Linked DNA regions of Sus scrofa: region 2 is linked to region 1. A link is a contact called in public Hi-C data. All regions are on one chromosome and are shown on one strand. Each heading gives the region's core, a stretch centred on a gene start, on an enhancer-like site or on the middle of the called end of the contact. The rest is flanking DNA. Distances are from core to core; before and after follow the strand shown. Region 1 holds the start of C7H15orf40 (UPF0235 protein C15orf40 homolog). Region 2 holds the start of ZSCAN2 (zinc finger and SCAN domain-containing protein 2).

Evidence for each region. Hi-C and Micro-C count contacts between places; a contact is called where the count stands out from the background.
Region 2: a contact with region 1 is called in a Hi-C map of embryonic fibroblasts, with 2.5 times the contacts expected there. The contact joins the promoter of ZSCAN2 here to the promoter of C7H15orf40 in region 1. A contact is called at or near these places in 2 of 47 Hi-C or Micro-C datasets (embryonic fibroblasts and subcutaneous adipose tissue).

What each region holds. Positions count from the first base shown.
Region 1 is chr7:51,927,933-51,931,010 of Sscrofa11.1, forward strand. It overlaps C7H15orf40 (UPF0235 protein C15orf40 homolog), which reads left to right and starts at 1,417. Exons shown (of 4, transcript XM_001929182.5): 1 at 1,417-1,588; 2 at 2,679-2,805. The coding sequence starts at 1,475.
Region 2 is chr7:52,956,570-52,959,647 of Sscrofa11.1, forward strand. ZSCAN2 (zinc finger and SCAN domain-containing protein 2) reads right to left here and starts at 1,438. Exons shown (of 9, transcript XR_002345788.1): 1 at 1,284-1,438.

The DNA.
Region 1 (3,078 bases), core at 167-2,666:
TCTCTTATGAAGGAAGGGGCGTGTGAGTAAGGCTTCCTGTCGACCACCCAGTCTCCACCTGCACCTCTGGTGTTAACAACTCCTCTCTTAGATCATTCCTATCAATATTCAAATATGGCTAATTCTCATCCAGCTTATAAAAGAAATAAAACCACCTTAATGTCATCTGCTCCTCCAACACCAGTTGCTCCATAATGAAATCAAATTATTCCCTACACGTTATCTCTTTCCTCCTCTTTGCTGAAACTGCTGCTGTTGAGGTCACCAACACCTCTGATGTCTATTTTACATGTTCTCTCTGTGGCACTTCTCACTGTTGACCACTTAGCCCTGAAGTACCCTTTCTAGTTTACCATGTACTCCTATGTCTGGCCAGTGTCATTTGGTGCCTTCTCTTCTTTACTTTCCCTTAGGGTTCTGTCCTGGGCCCTCAGGCTCTGCACACTCTCTGAGTCTTTCTCTCATTCACTTCCATGACTTCAATTACCGTCCATTTCAGAGGGTTCCAAAATCCATCACCAGCCCAGATCTCTCAAGCTTCAGTTAGACATTCAGTCACCCTTAATATTTCTACTTAGTGTCCCACATATATCTCAAACTCATTATGTTCCAAACTGACCAATTCCCAAACCTGCTTCTCAGGCCCCAAACCTGGGCATCTTCCATGAATCTTCATCTTCATTCCCACCTCGTCATTCCCCAAACACCAATCATTCCAGCTCCTAAATATCCTCAAAATGATCAGCTCCCAATTCTCCATTCCCACTGCTACTACTCTGATTGAGGCCACTATCTTCCACTTAAATAGCGGATCTCCCTGCTTCTATTCCTCTATTGACCACACTGCAGCCAGTGATCTTTCTAAACACAACAAATTTGACTCCACCTATCCTTCGCTTCAAACAGTTCAATAACTGATCATGCCTCTGCCGACTTCAGTTGCCTCTCTTGCCACATTACACATCAGAATAGATTTCCTCTCTTTTTGCATTGTGGCATCCTCAGCGCCTAGCACAAGGTAGGTGCTCCATGGATACCAAAAGGCTAAGGCAGCACGAGGTTCTATATCCACTTGTGGGCCATAGGAAGCAGGGTGGGGCTCTGTCTGCACCTGCTGGTTGGCTGCAGCAGCGAGAATGCATGGCCCTGTGCACTCTGCCGCTCAGTCCAATCTTTTCTTCCCATGAGGTAACACAACCTCCCTATCCTCTGTGGGGGAGGGGGTGGGAGTGGTCACCAACTCGATCAGAGGCCAGCTCCCCATCTCTCCATCTCCTGAGCCCTTTTCTACGTGGAGAGGGCCCCCGTGCAGGTCCTGGGGTAACGAAGACTCCTACCCCCGCCGGCCGGAAGGTGTCGCCCTCGCGCCAGAGCAGAGGCGCAGACCAGCGGAGATATACCCACCCGCAGCGCACGCAGGCGCAGAGGGCTCTTCCGGCACCGGGCTGCCCTCGCCGCCCCCTCCTTGCCGGGGATGCTGAGCCTCCGCTGTGGGCTGAGGCAGTTCCCAGCAGGAGCTGGTACTCGAGCTGCCGCCAGCCTACCCTTGGGCGCCGAGATGCCCAAGAAAGCTGGCGCGACAAACAAGGCCAGTTGCAAGACCCATGGCAGCGGGAGGGTGGGGCGGCTGGAATGCTGGTTGGGGAGCGCGGGAGTGAAGAGGGATCCGTGGGTGGGTGGGAGCGCCGCCAGCTGCTTGTTGTCTCTGCGGTCCGGGGCTCCTGCCCCCCGCCTCACTCGGCCGCGCCCCGGTCCAGCGGGGGAGGTCAGCGCCCGGGCCGGCGGTGCGCGAGGCCCTCCCTGAGTTGCGTCTGCTGATCTGTCCGGCCTCTCCCTCTCTCTCAGGCCAGCGCTTCGTGTTTCGGCTGCTCCGGGCGGCCTCTGCTTCCCTGGGAGCTTGCATTCTGTCTATTCCCCTGGACTGGTTCTCGCACCTCTCAGTCCAGTATACACTACTCCCGCTTCCCTTCCGCCGTCTCTGAGGGGCTGACTCCAATAACTCTAAGACTGCCTCCTGCTGGGAGCTTCCCTGGTGTCCCAAAGGCCCGACTGCCTGCCCTTCTTTGCGTAGTGATGGCCTGTGCGTATCTCGTCGGCACTCTTAGCACGTGTGTTAAGTAGATTTATTCTTTCTCTCTGCAGTCCAAGCTCCTTGAGGGCAAGGACCATGTGTCCTTTTTTATCTTTATCTATCCTTTGCCTGCGTGCTGCCCTGGTGCTTAGTTTGTGTTTGTTGAATGGAAAGTTCATAGTACAGCTTCTGGCACATAGTAGTCCTTTAAATACCACTTCTTCCCCCCTCCATCCCCCGCAAACACACCGCTTCCAGCCATAGTTGCTCACAAACATGTATTAACTTATCCTGCTTGAAATACAAAGATTAGTAATAAATGGTATCTACTCCTGAGGAATAGGAAATACAAAGCAGACGGTAGGAACCAGCTCTAAGTCAGGTTTTCCAGGGCAGGAAAAAAAGCACTTTGTGGGGTTGATGGCAAGGCTTCATGGCAGAATTGATTTGAGCCATGAAGGATGTTGGAAGATCATTCTAGGGACCCGGAAATACCTGGACAGAACAGATTTGCCTAGTTTGTCCTGGTTAAGGATGAAAAGGAATTGTGGAATTATCAAATGTGTGGGAAAGTAAGGTTGTAGTGTGGTTGTTGTTGTCGTTTTAGGGTAAAAGCCAGAGCAAGGAACAAGAGAGACCGCTTCCTCCCTTAGGTCCTGTGACAGTTGATCCTAAAGGTTGTGTCACCATAGCCATCCATGCCAAACCTGGTTCCAAGCAAAATGCTGTGACAGGTATATCTGGACACTGGGGTGGGAGTCTTGTATGAATCAGTTGCCCTGGCCCCCAATCCTCCCTTTGTCTTGGTTTGCTGAAAGTTTATCCTATATGGTGAAGTGTATTTTTTGCATCTGCAGTTAGAGGCTTCTTCATTCTTAGATTTTAATGTAAACGTGTAAATCTGGTGTTTAAAAGTGAATATACCATATTTACAGCATACCAAGTTAGGGAGTTCCCACTGTAGCTCAGTGGTTTAAGAACCTGACTAGTACCCATAAGGATGTGGA
Region 2 (3,078 bases), core at 188-2,687, 1.0 Mb after region 1:
ACACATGCATACAGTAAAATGTATTAAAAACTATGCTGGAGTTCCCGTCGTGGCGCAGTGGTTAACGAATCCGACTAGGAACAATGAGGTTGTGGGTTCGATCCCTGCCCTTGCTCAGTGGGTTAACGATCCGGCGTTGCCAGTGAGCTGTGGTGTAGGTTGCAGACGCGGCTCGGATCCAGCGTTGCTGTGGCTCTGGCATAGGCCGGTGGCTACAGCTCCGATTCAACCCCTAGCCTGGGAACCTCCATATGCCACGGGAGCGGCCCAAGAAATAGCAACAACGACAAAAAGACAAAAAAAAAAAAAAAAAAAAAAAAAAAAAACTATGCTGATGTAATAATGACTACTTTTAGGGCTTTGGGAGGGTAACTGAGAGGGGTGTTTCAAAGAAGCTAGAAATGTTCCAGATCTTGATTTGACAATGGTTGCATAAGCGTGTACATATTAAAGATCTGTGCACTCTGCTGTATGTATTTTAAAATATTTTTAAAATTATGCTCCACAAGAATTATTAATCATTAATGATTTAAGATAATCCTCATAATATAAAATAAATGGATTAAAAACAAACCTGGCAAGGCAGAAAAACCAGACACAGTATGACCCCAATTCCTTTTAGAAAAGAACATATATACACAAGGAAAAAAATATGTATAGAAATTCTACAAAACGTTGACAGCAGTGAAACTACAAATTCTTTAAAATAAAGACTAAAAGGCAAAAGTTATTTTTAAAAATCATCACATCATAAATATTCAGATAACGCTCCTCCTCCCCCAAGAAAAGAAAATAGGGAAGGAAAAAGTTTTTTAAAAGAAAAAGAAAAGCTAGTGGAAACACCGAAGATCTCAATGTGCATTTACCAACTGGCGAGAAGAAACACAGGTATAACACCACTCTTTAATCTGGGAGCCCGGGAAACCGTTTTTAATCAGTTTAATTCGCTGCTTGACCCGGAGCAAGACACGCCCCCTCTGAAGCTCAGTTTCCCCATCCGTAAAATGAGGGGCTGCGCGGGATCGCGTCCAATGTGCCTTCCAAACCCTGCGACCAAGGCTGGACGTTCAAAGAGCTCACTGATAGGGAGAAGAGTCCACATCTCGTCGGTCTCTCAGCGGACCCCGCGCCTAAACCGGGACAGCTGGGCGCGCGGGACGCGGACAGCGCCCCCAACGCCCCTCCCCCAGCAGGGCTGCCCGCACTGGCTCCAGGCCCGTTATTCCCTCGCCTCGGGCTACTTCCTCGGCCGCGTGGCTCCAGCCCTGTCTCTCCGGGCTCACCTCTCCAGAGACCAGATCCTGCTCCTGCAGTCCCTCCGCGCGCAAAAGCGCCCCCGGGCACTGCCCGGCCCCTCCGGAGTTGCGGCGGCTCAAGCCCGAGGGGCACCGAGAACAATGGACGGGAGAGGCCTGCCCCCCACCGCGCTCATTGGCCACCGAGAACGGCCCCTGGAAACTCTCCTTTTCTACTGGCGGATCCGGGCCCAGCCGGGTGGCGGGAGGGAGACTGGGCCGAAGGCATTGTGGGAGATGTAGTCCACCTGGCAGACGCCCGACCCCGCCAAGGAACGGAGTTTGGGCTTGATAGCCTGCGCTGTGCGGGAGGGCCAGTGGCGGGACAAGCGGTTGACTGCAAGTCAGGCAACCTAGTGTGGACCAGAGCTGTGACCCGGGACAGGTCATTTCACTTCTTTAAGTCTTCCAGTTGTCTGCAAAAAAGGAAAGTTGGATGGAAGAGAACTGTGAACTGTGAACTGTGTGGCAAGTAGTATTGTAAGGCCCCTCGACGGCCGAAAGCAGTGCTTGAGCTGGAAAGGAATCTTCACCAGAGAAACCCCTTCTTGTGAGGCCGGCGCCCCTCCCCCAACTTGCAGATCTACTCTCGCACCTGGCTGTTGCACACCCCTTTGTTCCTGCGTCTGGAGGAAAGCCCTGTCTCGCCTCTTCTGCCGCGCACCTCCGATTCTTTCTTCATCTCCTTTTGTGTGGAACCTGCTTAGGCAGAGACACCGCCCGTGGCACACCTGCTCCATGTCTCCATTTTAGTACCTATCCCAGTGTTACTTATTGTTAATCTCAGCACTGGGAGGTGAGAATGGGAGATTAGCCTCTATTGTGATGTTCCCACGGTTGGCGCTCTTGAAGAATGGCTGCTCCATCACCATATGACAACAGGTGAGTAACTAACTGCCTGGAAACCCAAGGGGAAAATATAAGAATGAAGAGAAAGACAGTAATGGTTTGTGATAGAACAATCTGGTGTTTTTGTACAGAACAATTTTTGGGGGCACCCACAATCAAGTGACTGCATTTAATTTTCATTTAAATTTCACGTTCATGAAAATTTAATGTTCATTTCATGAGTGTTTGAGAAATGTTTCATGATTATTAGTGGGTTTTTTTTTTTTTTTTTTTTGTCTTTTTTCTATTTCTTTGGGCCGCTCCCTCGGCATATGGAGGTTCCCAGGCTAGGGGTTGAATCGGAGCTGTAGCCACCGGCCTACGCCAGAGCCACAGCAACGCAGGATCCGAGCCGCGTCTGCAACCTACACCACAGCTCACGGCAACGCCAGATCGTTAACCCACTGAGCAAGGGCAGGGACCGAACCCACAACCTCATTGTTCCTAGTCGGATTCGTTAACCACTGCGCCAGGACGGGAACTCCTATCTTCCAATTTTTTTAATGGAATATACTCATAAACGCTCTTAGTATATTAAGAAAATGGTTTTTTGTCACAAAAGTTGCTATTATTTTTCTCAGTTTACTGTTCCCTTTTTGCTGTTTTTTTACATGTCTATGCTCTCCAAATTGTCAGTCTTGTCTTTTCATAGCTTCTGAATTTTTTGTCACTCTTAGAAAGTTTTTTGCACTACTCCGAAGATTATTTGAATTTCACGAATTTTTCACTAACTAACCTCTTGAACTAATTTAAGTATAAAGATGCAAAGCGAGGTTCAGCAGTTGAGTGCTGCATACTTGGTAGGATAGCATCTTAATTAGCCCAAAGTGACTACATGCAAACAGCACCACCTCCAGGCTGGCCTGAGAAGTCTGCACTGAGATCCTGGATGCAG